Regions from separate parts of the Pan troglodytes genome. Here all the other regions are linked to region 2. A link is a contact called in public Hi-C and HiChIP or PLAC-seq data. All regions are on one chromosome and are shown on one strand. Each heading gives the region's core, a stretch centred on a gene start, on an enhancer-like site or on the middle of the called end of the contact. The rest is flanking DNA. Distances are from core to core; before and after follow the strand shown.

The links. A called contact is a pair of places that touch in the nucleus more often than the background predicts. HiChIP or PLAC-seq counts read pairs in DNA pulled down with a chosen protein or histone mark.
Region 1: a contact with region 2 is called in a Hi-C map of induced pluripotent stem cells, with 1.8 times the contacts expected there. The contact joins the promoter of HSPB7 here to the promoter of CPLANE2 in region 2. A contact is called at or near these places in 2 of 7 Hi-C or Micro-C datasets (induced pluripotent stem cells and stem cell-derived neural progenitor cells).
Region 3: an H3K4me3 HiChIP or PLAC-seq map of stem cell-derived excitatory neurons shows a contact between it and region 2, with 10 times the contacts expected there. The contact joins the promoter of LOC107966262 here to the promoter of CPLANE2 in region 2. A contact is called at or near these places in 3 of 7 Hi-C or Micro-C datasets (blood, induced pluripotent stem cells and stem cell-derived neural progenitor cells) and 1 of 1 datasets of contacts at active chromatin or transcription factors (stem cell-derived excitatory neurons).

The regions. Positions count from the first base shown.
Region 1 is chr1:215,184,941-215,188,710 of NHGRI_mPanTro3-v2.0_pri, reverse strand. It overlaps HSPB7 (heat shock protein family B (small) member 7), which reads right to left and starts at 1,609. Exons shown (of 3, transcript XM_009449005.5): 1 at 1,311-1,609; 2 at 620-765. The coding sequence starts at 1,509.
Region 2 is chr1:214,967,408-214,971,560 of NHGRI_mPanTro3-v2.0_pri, reverse strand. It overlaps CPLANE2 (ciliogenesis and planar polarity effector complex subunit 2), which reads right to left and starts at 1,357. Exons shown (of 5, transcript XM_001152853.7): 1 at 703-1,357. The coding sequence starts at 814. LOC129136525 (a long non-coding RNA gene) reads left to right here and starts at 1,336. Exons shown (of 2, transcript XR_008538272.1): 1 at 1,336-1,901; 2 at 2,982-4,113.
Region 3 is chr1:215,130,186-215,134,534 of NHGRI_mPanTro3-v2.0_pri, reverse strand. It overlaps LOC107966262 (family with sequence similarity 131 member C), which reads right to left and starts at 2,883. Exons shown (of 7, transcript XM_024356597.2): 1 at 2,656-2,883. The coding sequence starts at 2,677.

The DNA of each region.
Region 1 (3,770 bases), core at 360-2,859, 220 kb before region 2:
GAAGTTCGGACTCAGACACGCTAGAGACCCAGTGACCCTGAGACCTGTGGGCGGGCGCTGTGTGTGGTTTGGAGTGTGTGTGAGACCCGAAACTGCAGGGCCCCTGCCCAGCCTCGGGCCTAATTTAGGGGTCCCAAGATGGGGGATGGGTCTCCGGCTGTGGGAGGGAAGAGGGCTTGAGGTGTGTCACATGGAGAAACCCCTCCCCCCACTGCCCAGGTGAGTTCCCCACCTACCCGCATCCGCCCCCTATAGCTACCAGAGGAGCTGTCCTCACTCTGCCATCACCATCTCACACCTGTCACCTCCCACCCTCAAGCCCCACCCCCTCAGGCTCCCTCTGCCCACATCCCTCCATCCCTCTCCCATTCCCCGGAGGCTCCCTCAGCTGCTCAGGCCCTGGAAGAAAGGATCTGGGAACCTCGGTGCAAAGAGAGGCAGTGAGGGGGCCCCATGGCCATGGGTTGCAGGGACAAGGCCTTCAGTTAGCCCTGGGGGAGTTTGGGTGGGGAAGGGACACTGGCCAGGATCTGGGGTCCCAGGATGGTAAGGGGGAGTAGGAGACATTGGAGGCAGGAGCAGAATTTGGGATGCGGTGAGTAGGGGGTCGGGGGCTCACCTTCTCAGCCCGCACCTCGATGTGGTTGTTGGAGGTGGTGACAATGATGTCTTCAGGTGAGAAGTCTCTCACGTCCACCGCAAACTCATAGGCATCTCCGAGGGTCTTGATGTTGCCTGCCCCCCCGGGGCGGGCTGTGGGGTGGGCTGCTGTGAGCGAGGCATGGAGCAGGCCTTGCATGCAGATCCGGGGGTTCTGGCTCCTTCTCTTGGGGCAAGGGGCGGCTCCCCCAGGCCCTACCTCCCCCCCTGCTGTTTCTCCCTAAGCTCCTCCTCATTCCTACAGCCCACCTTTTCTGGGGTGGGGGTGGGGCCTCACCCAGCACAGTGTGTGTGTATATGAGGCTAGGTCTGTAACAACCCCACCCCAGGCCTGGAGCCTGGGGGCTGCCTCCCACCACTCACCCATCCAGCCCTCCAGGGCTCCAGCTGGGATTGGCTGTGGTTACAGAGCATGGGTGGCCATGGAACCATGTCCAACCCCCAGGGCCACAACTGTTCCTTAGAGGCCCACCTGTTTTCATGGCCACATCTGTCCCTGTGGCCACATCTGTCTTGGTGGCCACACATGGCTGCAGGCTGTGCAGCACCTGTTCCAGGCCGACCGGCAGCCACAGCGCCTTCGGTGGCGCCCTGGAGCAGACGTGCCCTCCCTGTGCGCCTCCCCTCCCCTCAGGGCCCGGATCACTTGCCTGGGAAGGCCAGGGGCTCCGAGTGGGGCCGCATGAAGCTGCCAAAGTCATCGGAAAACATGCTCAGGGCCTTCTCCATGGGCGGGTCCTGGGCCGGGAGGGCACGGGAGGCCGAGGAGGAGGTGGAAGAGGAGGAGGAAGAGGAGGAGGAATGGAAACTTCTCTCCGCTCGGAAGGTGGAAGAGGTTCTGTGGCTCATCCACGGACGGCGCCGGGCCCTGCCCAGGCGGGCGAGGGCTGGACAGGAGAGGGTGTGGGCGCAGGCCTCTGGGCGAGCGTGCCAGGCTCCGACTGCGGCCGCTTTATAAGGCCGACTGTCCCTGGGCTTGGGGCCAGCCCCTTGTCTACTAGCTAAATTTAGGCCTCTCCATGGCCCAGAGGGGGCTGGAAATCTTCTCCCGTGCGCCGGCCCTGCTGACAGCCCGACACGCAGGCCGAGAGGGCTGAGCTCACAGCCTGACATTCCAGGCCGATCACAGCAGCCCCAGGGGCCTCCTCACCACTGCACAGGGCTGGATCCTGTCTCCTTGCCACTCGGACCTCGGTGCCTGCCCCAGAACCTTGCAAGTTTGGGGTTTATTGTGTGTTTTGTTTCCCCTGTCAGCCTGGGGGCTCCTGAGGACTGTGCCTCCCCTCCAGACTCTGGTTCTCCTGCACGGCTGTACCTCCTCCATCAGTGTGCAGGCTCCTTGGGGACAGGGTAGGTGGAAGCACCACCGCTCTGTGACGTCAGGAGCTCCTTCCCTCAAGGCAGACAACCTTCACAGCCCATCTCTAAGGAAAGGTTGAGCCCTGCCAGGGGGTGTAGAATGTGCAGCTGTCCCCTGCCAGCCCCCATGGGGACCTGGATTCTGTGCCTGCACTCCCTCTGACTCTCAGAACATTTAGCAGCCCCAAGAGGACAAAGTTGGCAGCTTTCTCCTTAAAGGTCTAGAAGGTTATGTTCCCGGCAACTGTCTGCTCCATCTCTGTGTCAGAGGTGATGCCTGCGAGCGCCTTAGGTGGGATTTCAGTCAGAGGTAAAAGAGAATTCCGGAAGACAATTATTCTAGCCCTGAGTTCTGGAGTGCCTTCTGGGCATGGGCTCCTGGCTGCAAGCTGTCCAGCACGGCCCCGTTTGATCCCCACACAGCTGGGAGGGTGGAGGGGCTCTTCCCATGTTACGGACGGGGAAGCGAAGCCTCTTGGAAAGGGCGGGGCTCGCACTTGTGTAAGTGGCAGAGCTGGGATTCGAACCTAGATGTGTTGGACCCAAAGCCCTTCAGAGGCCGAGGTGGTTTGAACATGTGTCTGTGGAGACAGGCTGGCCCGGAAGAGCCAGAGAAGCCCCTCCCTACCCACCTGCTTGCTCAGCAAAGCCGGGACTGACCTTGCACTGGGCCAGGGTGGAGGCCATTCTGAGAGGCGGCCAGGCCCTCTGCTCTGCCCAGGTTGCAGTTCAGGGCCTCTGCTGTCCTCTCCAAATCCGTCCCTTCCGTCCCAGATCAGCTCCAATGCCTCCTCCCCCAGGGAGGCCTCTCTGACTGCTCCTGCTCACATGGGCCCACACCCAGTCCAGATGCCCCCAGCACTGACTGTCTTTGTCCTCCCACAGCACCTGGCAGTGTGACATAGTCTTCCTGTGTGCTGTGACTCTCTGCTGTGTCCCTTCTTCCCTATCCAACTGGCAGTTCCCACAGGGGTGAGGGTTCACCTGTCTCCCCATTAGATTGAAGGTTCTTGAAGACGGGCAGTTTCTCTTTTATCTGAGCCCCCTACAACCCGGTCTGGAGCTTCATCCTGGAGAGCTCCTTCTACAGGGGTATTAGCGGTGCTGGTGGTATGTGGAGTGGAAGCAGAGCAGGGCACAGGGCACAGCGGCAGGCCAGGCTGTTGCCTGGAGCAACAGGGCCTGTTGCCTCTGGCAGAGTTTCCTGCCCGTGTTGGGGCCTGTGACACCCAGCCTGGCTGAGGGGTTTCTAGGGCCGCTGGGAAGCCACCAGCACTGAGATGAGATGGAGAGAGGGTGGGGTGGGGTGGGGCGGGGTGGGGGGCCCAGAGCCTGCCGCTCGCCAGGGAAACAGGAGCCGGTGGCTAAATGCAGACACACTGTCATGGTGCTGAGGGCCTGAGTCACTGCCCCTGGATGTCAGATCCCGTTACCCACCCCCGCCCACCATTCCTCCTCCCCTTTTTCCCCCTTCCCGAGGCATCACCCACACAAATACTGGATCCTCTGGCTTCACTGACCCAGAGGGACCTCAAAAGGTCATCAAGGCCATTCTCCTGCCTCTACTTTCAGATCACAGAGACAGAAGGAGCTACAAAGATGATGCAGTCCTTTGAATCCCAGTCACCCAGGAGAGCTTTTCACAAACACAGACCCTTTCCTTGGACCGCAGGATTTTGATTTGGGATCTGGGGAAGGGACCTCGCATCTCTTCCCATCAGCTCCCCACACAGCCAGCTCATAGGCCAGTG
Region 2 (4,153 bases), core at 108-2,607:
CCTCGGTCTCCCAAAGTGCTGGGATTACAGGCCACCGCGCCCAGCCTTCTAGAGGGTCATTTTTTGAATTTAATATAATTTCTTTTAAAAAAACAAACAAACAGTTGACTTATTCACAAATTTTGGTTCTAGCTATCTCACTCTCTGGTCTTAAGTCTTCTGGCACCTTGCTTCTCCTGGCCAGAGCTGGGCTCCACAGCTGATTCCAGGCACCTCTGCCGGCCTGACAGCTGGGCCCTGCCTGGGTGAGTCAGTTTCACCACGGGGAACACCAGCGTCTCATCCCAGGGACAGCAGGACATGGAAGAGGCTCACCTCTATTTATTGGGGTGTGATCTTAGCCAAGTCTGTACCATGTGCTGTTGAGAGGTTAAATGGGCGTGCACTGTGTAACGTGCCCAACAGAGGGCCTGGCACCAGGGGAGTGCTCAATCAACTGCATCTCTGGTGACAGTGGTTGCTGGCAGGGTTTCTGCTGTTTCCATGTTCCTGGCTCTGACGATGGAATTAGCTCTAAGGAGATTTAGGTGTGGGGGTCCCAGAGATAGGGCTTTCAGTCCCCCAGGCTGAAGACTGCTGAAGACTGCAGTGGAGCAGGCCCTCACTGCCCTGCCTCTCTGCTCTCCTCAGGGAGCAACGGGTGACACTCTTCTCCCCAGGGAAAGACAAGTGGCGGGCTAGAGGAAAGGGGGAGGCACTTACCAAACACCCGCCGGCGGTTCTTGCGCAGAATGCAAGCCAGGTACTCCTTGCCCTCGGCACTCTCGTGCCAGTTTGGGACAACCACTGAACCGGGCACGGGAGGTCTGGCCATGGCTGGGCACCGCGACGGGGTAGGGAGGTGACAGAATGCTGAGAGCAGGGAGTGGGAAGGGGAGTGACAGTACCAAGCCGGGCCTGTGATCCCTCTTAACTGCCCTCTGACTCTCCCGGGGGGCCCCAGAAAGTGCAGTCCCTCAGCCGCCTCTCTCCTCCGCAATGCTCCCTGGGGATAGTCATCCCATTACTGCCCATGGAGGGTATTCACACAGCCCCTCTCCCCTTGTCACCTCCGGGGGTCAGACAGCCCCGCTTCTCCTCTACCTTCTAGATCCCGACTCCCGGGGCTACCTAGCCCTCCCCGTCAGCAGTCCCGGCGGCGAACCGACCTGGGTGCCGAAGGCCCCTTTAAACGCCCACCGCACTCCCGCCGCCCCAGCCCGCGGGGCCCGCTTCCACTCCGCCTGCGTCCGCCTTCTGCGCGTGCTGGCAGCTCCGGCGCAGGTGCTCGCGGCGCATGTGCGGAGGTTGTTGCCATGGAGACGCCGGAGGTTGGGTTGGGCGGGTTCCGGGAGACGTTCGTCCCTCCTACAACGTCCGCAGCCTGCGCCGCGCGGTGGCTCTGGACTAGGCCTTTTCCTCTGGGTTGTGGATCCTCTTCTCTATGACTCCGTCCGATCCCTAGTCTTTCTTCCAAAACATCATGAACCCCCCCATCCAGGAGCCTTTCATGCTTCTCCGTGTCTCAGTTTCCTCTTCTATAACGTGGACGTAACATGTTATTCCCTCCATAGCAGTGCTCCATATGTTTAGTTATGATTGTTGCTATTATTAATATTATTGCTCTATTAATCCTGCTTGGCAGGACCTCTAGATGACTTAAACATCTCTGACTTCACTGATGGGGACACACACCAGCTCAGAGAGGTCAAGGGACTTGGCTCAAGTTTTAAAAAATGAGTCAGAGGCCCGCTGGATTGTATTTTTCATTCATTCATTCATTCAACAAATACTGAGCACCTAGCTGGGAATACAGTGGCCAACAAGAAGTCCCTGCTCTCCTGGAGCTGACTTTTCAGCTCTGAAACTCTGAGCTCCTCTCCACCGTTCCAGCACTGGACACCAGGCCTGTTACCCAGAAGGTGGGTGCTCAGTAAATGCCCACTGGTTGGAAAGAGTGCAGGTGGGTCATTACTGAGAGTTTGTCTATTACATTTAATTTTTACCATTATCTTTCCGCAATGCCTTCAAGTAGGGCAAATCACTGTTTTGAAAGGAATAATTTAGGAGTTAAGCTTTACCTAAGGCCACCCAAGTGCCAGACAGTGGGGACTTTACAGGGGTCACCTGATTTAATTCTATAAACAAACCTGTGTAAATAGTATTACCCTCTTGTACTGACGAAGACTCTCAGAAACATAACGTGACTTGTCTGAGGTCACACCGCACAGCTAGTCAGTGTGAAACCGACTCAGAACCCACAGCTGGCTGGGTGTGGTGGCTCACGCCTGTAATCCCAGCACTTTGGGAAGCTGAGGCGGGCAGATTGCTTAAGCTCAGGAGTTTGAGACCAACCTGGGCAACATAGTAAGACCCTGCCTCTACAAAAAAAAAAATACAAAAATTAGCCGGGCACAGTAGTGCACGCCTGTAGTCCCAGCTACTTGGAGGCTGAGATGGGAGGATTGCTTGAGCCCGGGAAATGGAGGTTGCAGTGAGCCGAGATCATGCCACTGCACTTCAGCCTGAGTGACAGAGCCAGGCCCTGTCAAAAAAAAAAAAAAAAAAAAAAAGAACCCACACTTACCTGACTCTAAAGTACTTATCTGTTCTGCCAGTTTGGGTTTTGTGTTTTTAAAACTTTGCCCCTAGCCACTAGGAGGGCTGTTCCTAGGGAAGCAGAAAGCAGCCAGAGGACCACGAACTCACAGATTTTTAAGGCCCATTATGTCTAAGAGAGGGGATGAGGATGTGTAAGACAAGGTGCTTTCTCTCAACTTGCTCACGCTGTGGCTAGGCAGAAAAACCAGATGAATAACCATTCCTACAGGATTCTGCAGGTGGAATCCTTTGCCCATACTCCCAGGTCACATGGTTCCCATTCCTGCAACTGTCACCACATCTGCCCAGTCAGGGAGATTCACAGCTGTCCAGAGCTCTCTCCATGGGCCAGGAGTGACTCAGTGGCAGGGCTCTGATCTGAATTATTTCTGGATTTCCAGACTTCACATCCATCCATCTTTGGCTCGTGGAGGGCTCAGTGAGCGTGTGAGAAAATGAAGCAACTTGGCAGAATGAACGTGCCTGTTAATCTGCAACCCAGAGAAGATGTGAAGTCCTCTTGGGGCCATGTGCGGTGGCTCACGCCTGTAATCTCAGCACTTTGGGAGGCTGAAGCTGGTGGACCACTTGAGGTCAGGAGTTTGAGACCAGCCTGGGTAACATGGCAAAACCTTATCCCTAAAAATATACAAAAAATGGCTGGGCGCGGTGGCTCACGCCTGTAATCCCAGCACTTTGGGAGGCTGAGGCGGGCGAATCACCCGAGGTCAGGAGTTCAAGACCAGCCTGGCCAACATGGTGAACCCTATCTCTACTAAAAATACAAAAATTATCTGGCTGTGATGGCAGGCGCCTGTAATCCCAGCTACTCTGGAGGCTGAGGCAGAAGAATCGCTTGAACCTGGGAGGTGGAGGTTGCAGTGAGCAGAATCATATCACTGCACTCCAGCCTGGGTGACAGAGCTGAATAAATAAACAAAATAAATTATGTATTCAGTGGAAGGCTGATCAAGGACTCAAAAGAATGCAATCTTTTGTCTCTTATCTGCTTTTTTTTTTTTTTGAGACAGAGTCTCACTCTGTCGCCCAGGCTGGAGTGCAGTGGCACAATCTCGGCTCACTGCAACCTCTGCCTCTGAGGTTCAAGTGATTCCCCTGCCTCAGCCTCCCAGGTAGCTGGGACTATAGGCATGCCCCACCATGTCCGGCTAATTTTTGTTGTTGTTGTATTTTAGTAGAGACGGGGTTTCACCATGTTGGCCAGGATGGTCTGGATCTCCTGACCTCATGATCCGCCCACCTCAGCCTTCCAAAGTGCTGGGATTATAGGCATGAGCCACTGCACCTGGCCTTGTCTCTTATGTATTTCTAACCTGGAAGCCCCTGCTTCAAGTTGTCCTGCCTTACCAGACCAAACCAATGTACATCTTACACATATTGATTGAGGTCACATGTCTCCCTAAAACATAAATGCAAACTGTACCCCTGACCACCTTGGGTATATGTCTCAGGATTTCCTGAGGCTGTCACGGGCACATCCTTAACCTTGGCAAAATAAACTTTCTAAATTGACTGTGACCTGTCTCAGATATTTGGGGTTCACACATCCAAC
Region 3 (4,349 bases), core at 1,634-4,133, 160 kb before region 2:
ATTCCCATTTTAGAGATGGGAACACTGAGATACACACACAAGGTCAAGTCACTTGCTGAGGTCACAGAGCTAGTAAATGGTGGAGCCCTGCTTCGTATTCTGCACTCCTAGCCTCTCTACCAAGTAGGCAGACGCTAACTGCTACCGATGCTGGGATGGGGTGATTTTCCCAGGTGTGGCCTGACCTTGGTTTTGGGGTTTGGCTGGGTGGCCCCAGCTGGGTGCAAGCTCTGGGCTCAGTATGGGCATCAGCCTGAGGCCTGCAATCCTTGGCCTTGGCCAAGGGTGGACGCACTCCCTCCACCCTTCCTTCTGTAGCAGTGCCTACCTGGCCTAGGAGGCACTGAGCGCTCAGAGGCTATGATTAGCAATTGATTGCTGGTGCAGGGGCCAGGTGGGGGGTTCAGGAGCCCACAGCAGCCTGCAGCTCCAGGAGAGTAGACAGGTGCAGGCACCAGGGCCGAGGGCTGGCTGTGAGTGCAGAGACTGAGGCCCTAGGCTGTGGAGTCAGCATGCCATGGTTTAAATCTTGGCTTATACTATCCTAGCTGTGTGGCCCTGGACAAGTCACTCCACTGCCCTCTGCCTCAGTTTTCCCACTTGTAAGATAGGGACTGTGTTCATATATAACCCAAACTAGCTTTATCTGCCTAAAACTTTCAGACTAGTATGCACTCGGAGAGCATCAGTGATGAGGAGAGGGCTGGGTGGGTCAGTGATGCAGCCACCCAGAGTCTCTGGGACCCTGGCCGTCCCCTGCCCACGTGGCTCCCCATATTCCTTTCACCTCAACCCAACTTTCCTGGATGCATGTTGAGACTGTCAGGGGCCCCGTCCTCTCAGGAGGGGGACAAGGCTGGACTATACAATTAGATCTGGGGGGCGCTGAGGAAGCCCAGGCTGCAGAAGGAAGGGTGGAGAGAGCGTATCTTGGCTGCTGTGGCCCCAAAGAGCCCTGGCAGAGGGGGCGGTGGAGGGAGCCCCCGGTGTGGGGTCAGAGGACCTGGGCCCCAGCCTCTCAGGGTGACCTTAGCAGGCGTCTCTTCCTCCCCGGCCTCTGTCCCATGCTCAGTGGGTTCTCAGTTCAAAGGCCAGTCCCTCTGGGCTGGGACCCCAAGGTGCCTGACATGGGGTGGCCAAGTGAAGGGGAAGGGACACGGCCACTGAGGAAACACTCAGATCCCCTCCACCTGGAGCTGGCCCCAGCCAGAGACTGCCTAGAACCTTTGGGGTTTCTGGAGCCTGGTGCTCCTAAAGAACCCTCAGCACTCCTCACTCTTCAAGCTTCCTTCCCCTCCCGCTAGGCTGCAGGCCTCCCGGACCAGGTGCTGTGCTGGGTTCCTTGCTGCTGGATGCCCAGCATGCACACGGTGCCTGGCACACGGCAGCTATCATGTTAATATCAGCTTAATGCATGGATAAGTAAAGGAACCCCACACAGCCTGACCCTGTACCTTCCCCTTCCCCAGCCGGGATTCCACCCCGATACCTCCCAGAGACATCCTGAGCCACTTACCTGAATGCCCACAGGAACTCCTGAGCAGAAGCCCTTCGAGTCCAGAGGATGGGGGAAGGTCACTGTGCTCCTTGCTCAATACCCCCAGGACAAGGTCCCCTCTATTCTGGGTAAGCTACTAGGGGTGATGGGTGTGGTGGTGGTCAGTGGGTTTGGCCTCAGCCTGCAGAGCCTGAACCAAGGCCAAAGCCACCCCCACTCCCAGTCACACCCCCCTGATCCCACTGTGGGGTGAACAGACCAAGGTGGGAGAAGGGCTCAGCCCAATCGCTTGTCTAAATGTTGCCCAACCGCCTGTTGGAAAGCTGGTGGTGATGGGTGGGGGTGGAGGTAGAGGTAGGGGGCTCCAAAGACCAAACTGCCCATCCCCCAATCTCTGTGCAAGACTGTGTGTCCCCTACTCACAGATAGAAGAGGCTGGGGCCTGCCCTGGGCCCCCAGGCAAGGGCAGGTCCCCTCCACCTCCTTGGGTACCACGTGGGGGAGAGTGGAGGGTGACAGGTCAGACACAGAGAGAAAGGCCCAGGGGTAACTGGGAACATCAGCTGTGCTCTGGCCCTTCTGTCCCCTGTCCAAGGATGGGGGTGGGGAGGAGGATTAGGGGGCAGGGGAACCTTCTTTATAACCTGTGCCCCACCATTAACCCTTTCCTGCCAACAGGGTTCAGGGGCTCTGCAGATGGGGGCACCCGGTAAGACGTGGGAAGGGGCTGTGGGGGTGAGCTGGTAAGACCTGTGTCTTGGGGAGGGGTGGGAAAGGGAGGGTCTGCTAGTTCTCCCGGTGCCCGCAGTTCCTCCGGGAAGCCAGGAAGAACCAGAGCCCCCTTCCCTCCCAGGCACCCGGCAGGGGGTGTGTGGCTGTAGGGATGAGAGCGCGGCACGGCACGGGACCCTGCTTCGTGTCACCTGCGGGGCTGCAAACTGGGGCGGGGATGCGGTGACCTCTGCACGTGCGCTCTCTGCGCTGCCCCCGCCCCCTACCGTCCCTAGCTCTGTCCCCCTCAGGACGCCGCGTCCCCGGGGGTGCGGCGGGGCCGTGAAGGGCGGGTCGCCAGCCCCATCCCCCAGGTCTCCGAGCGGCGAGGGGACTGCGCGGGTCCCCGGCACCCGATCCCCCCGCCCCCGGCCGGGCCCCCTCACCTCGCGACACGCAGGAGCCCATCACGGGGCCGCGGGGCCGGGCCGCTGCGCCCGGGGTGCGTGGGGCCGCGGGGCGTTCATGTCTCCGCGGGCCCGGGGCTGAGCGCTGCGGAGCCAGAGGACGCGCGGGGCGGGGGGCTCGGGCGCCCTCAGCTCGGCCTCAGCTCCAGCCTGGGTCGTCCCCGCTGCCGCCGCGCCCGGCTCGCCTCGCGCCGCCGCCTCCCGCGCCGCCGCCTCCCGCGCAGTGCCCGCCGCTGCCAGGGGAGGGCGACACCGCGGGGCGCGGCGGGCGGGGCCCGGGGGAGCGCAGCCGGGAGGCTTGGGCGCACCTGTGGCCGCAGAGCGCGGGAGGGCCATCTCTGTCCCTTCGGGGCTCCCCCACCTCCCGGGGTTGCCAGGGCTGAAGGTCAGGGAAGGGGACGGAGGGGGCGGGGAGACTCCTGGCATTTGGGGCACAAAGTAAACAACATGAATTTAACCACAACAACGACGACTGGGCACGAAGGCTTGGGAGCGAGGAGGGGTGCGCGCAAGAACAACAGGTTCATTGGGCCTATTTTGCAGAGGATGAAAGTGAGGCTCGCAGAAGTTAGAGGCCTTGCCTGAGAGCCCTAAGCTGTGAATTCAGCGACTTTTGACTGTCAGCGCCTCATTCAGAGCTATTGAAATTAACATATGCAAAATAATATATGCCCAGAGGTGGGGTAGAGAGAGTGCGGGTAGATAGTGCGCTGGTGGCCTGGCGGCGGGATGAAGGGTCTCCAGCGATGGTTGAAGAGGGGGGCAAGGCTGCCTCTCAGGGCTTGTCTAGGGCAGCGTAAACTGAGGCACGGGTTTTTTTCCCCAGCCCTGGACGGCCTCTGTAGTCATTCACACTCACTCGCACGTACCTACACACACACTCTCCCATGTGTACATACCCCTCATTCACACACTGATGGTCATACACACACATATATATGCACACTTGCATTTACATACACGCACACACACTCACATACCTACACATGAATACACAGTCTCCCATGTGTACATACCCACTCACACCCACACAATGGCAGTTATACACTCACATTGAAGCACGCTTGCATTTACACACACACACACACACACACATCCCAGCTCCTGAGGTGTGAAGATCCTTTAGCAAAATTTCCCATGCACATAGCACTCAATGTCAGTGTCTGAGACCCTCACTCACACATAGCATCTCGCTCTCTCCTTCATGCCCACCTGTGCATCAGGCAGGGCAGGCACTCTTGTGTCTGTTTTCCAGTTGAGGCAGCCAGGTTCACTGGTGGCAGCAGAGAAGTGTTTTGAAGAATGAATAAGGAGGGGCCAGGCGCGGTGGCCCACGCCTGTAATCCCAGCACTTTGGGAGGCCAAGGCAGGCAGATCACTTGAGGTCAGGAGTTCGAGACCAGCCTGGCCAACATGGTGAAACTCCGTCTCTACCAAAAATATAAAAAATTAGCTGGGTGTGGGCTTGGCAAAGTAGTTCATGCCTGTAATCACAGCACTTTGGGAGGCCGAGGTGGGCGGATCACCTGAGGTCAGGAGTTTGAGACCAGCCTAGCCAACATGGTGAAACCCCGTCTCTACTAAAAATACAAAAATTAGCCAGGCATGGTGGTGGTGGGCGCCTGTAATCCCAGCTACTCAGGAGGCTGAGGCAGGAGAGTTGCTTGAACCCA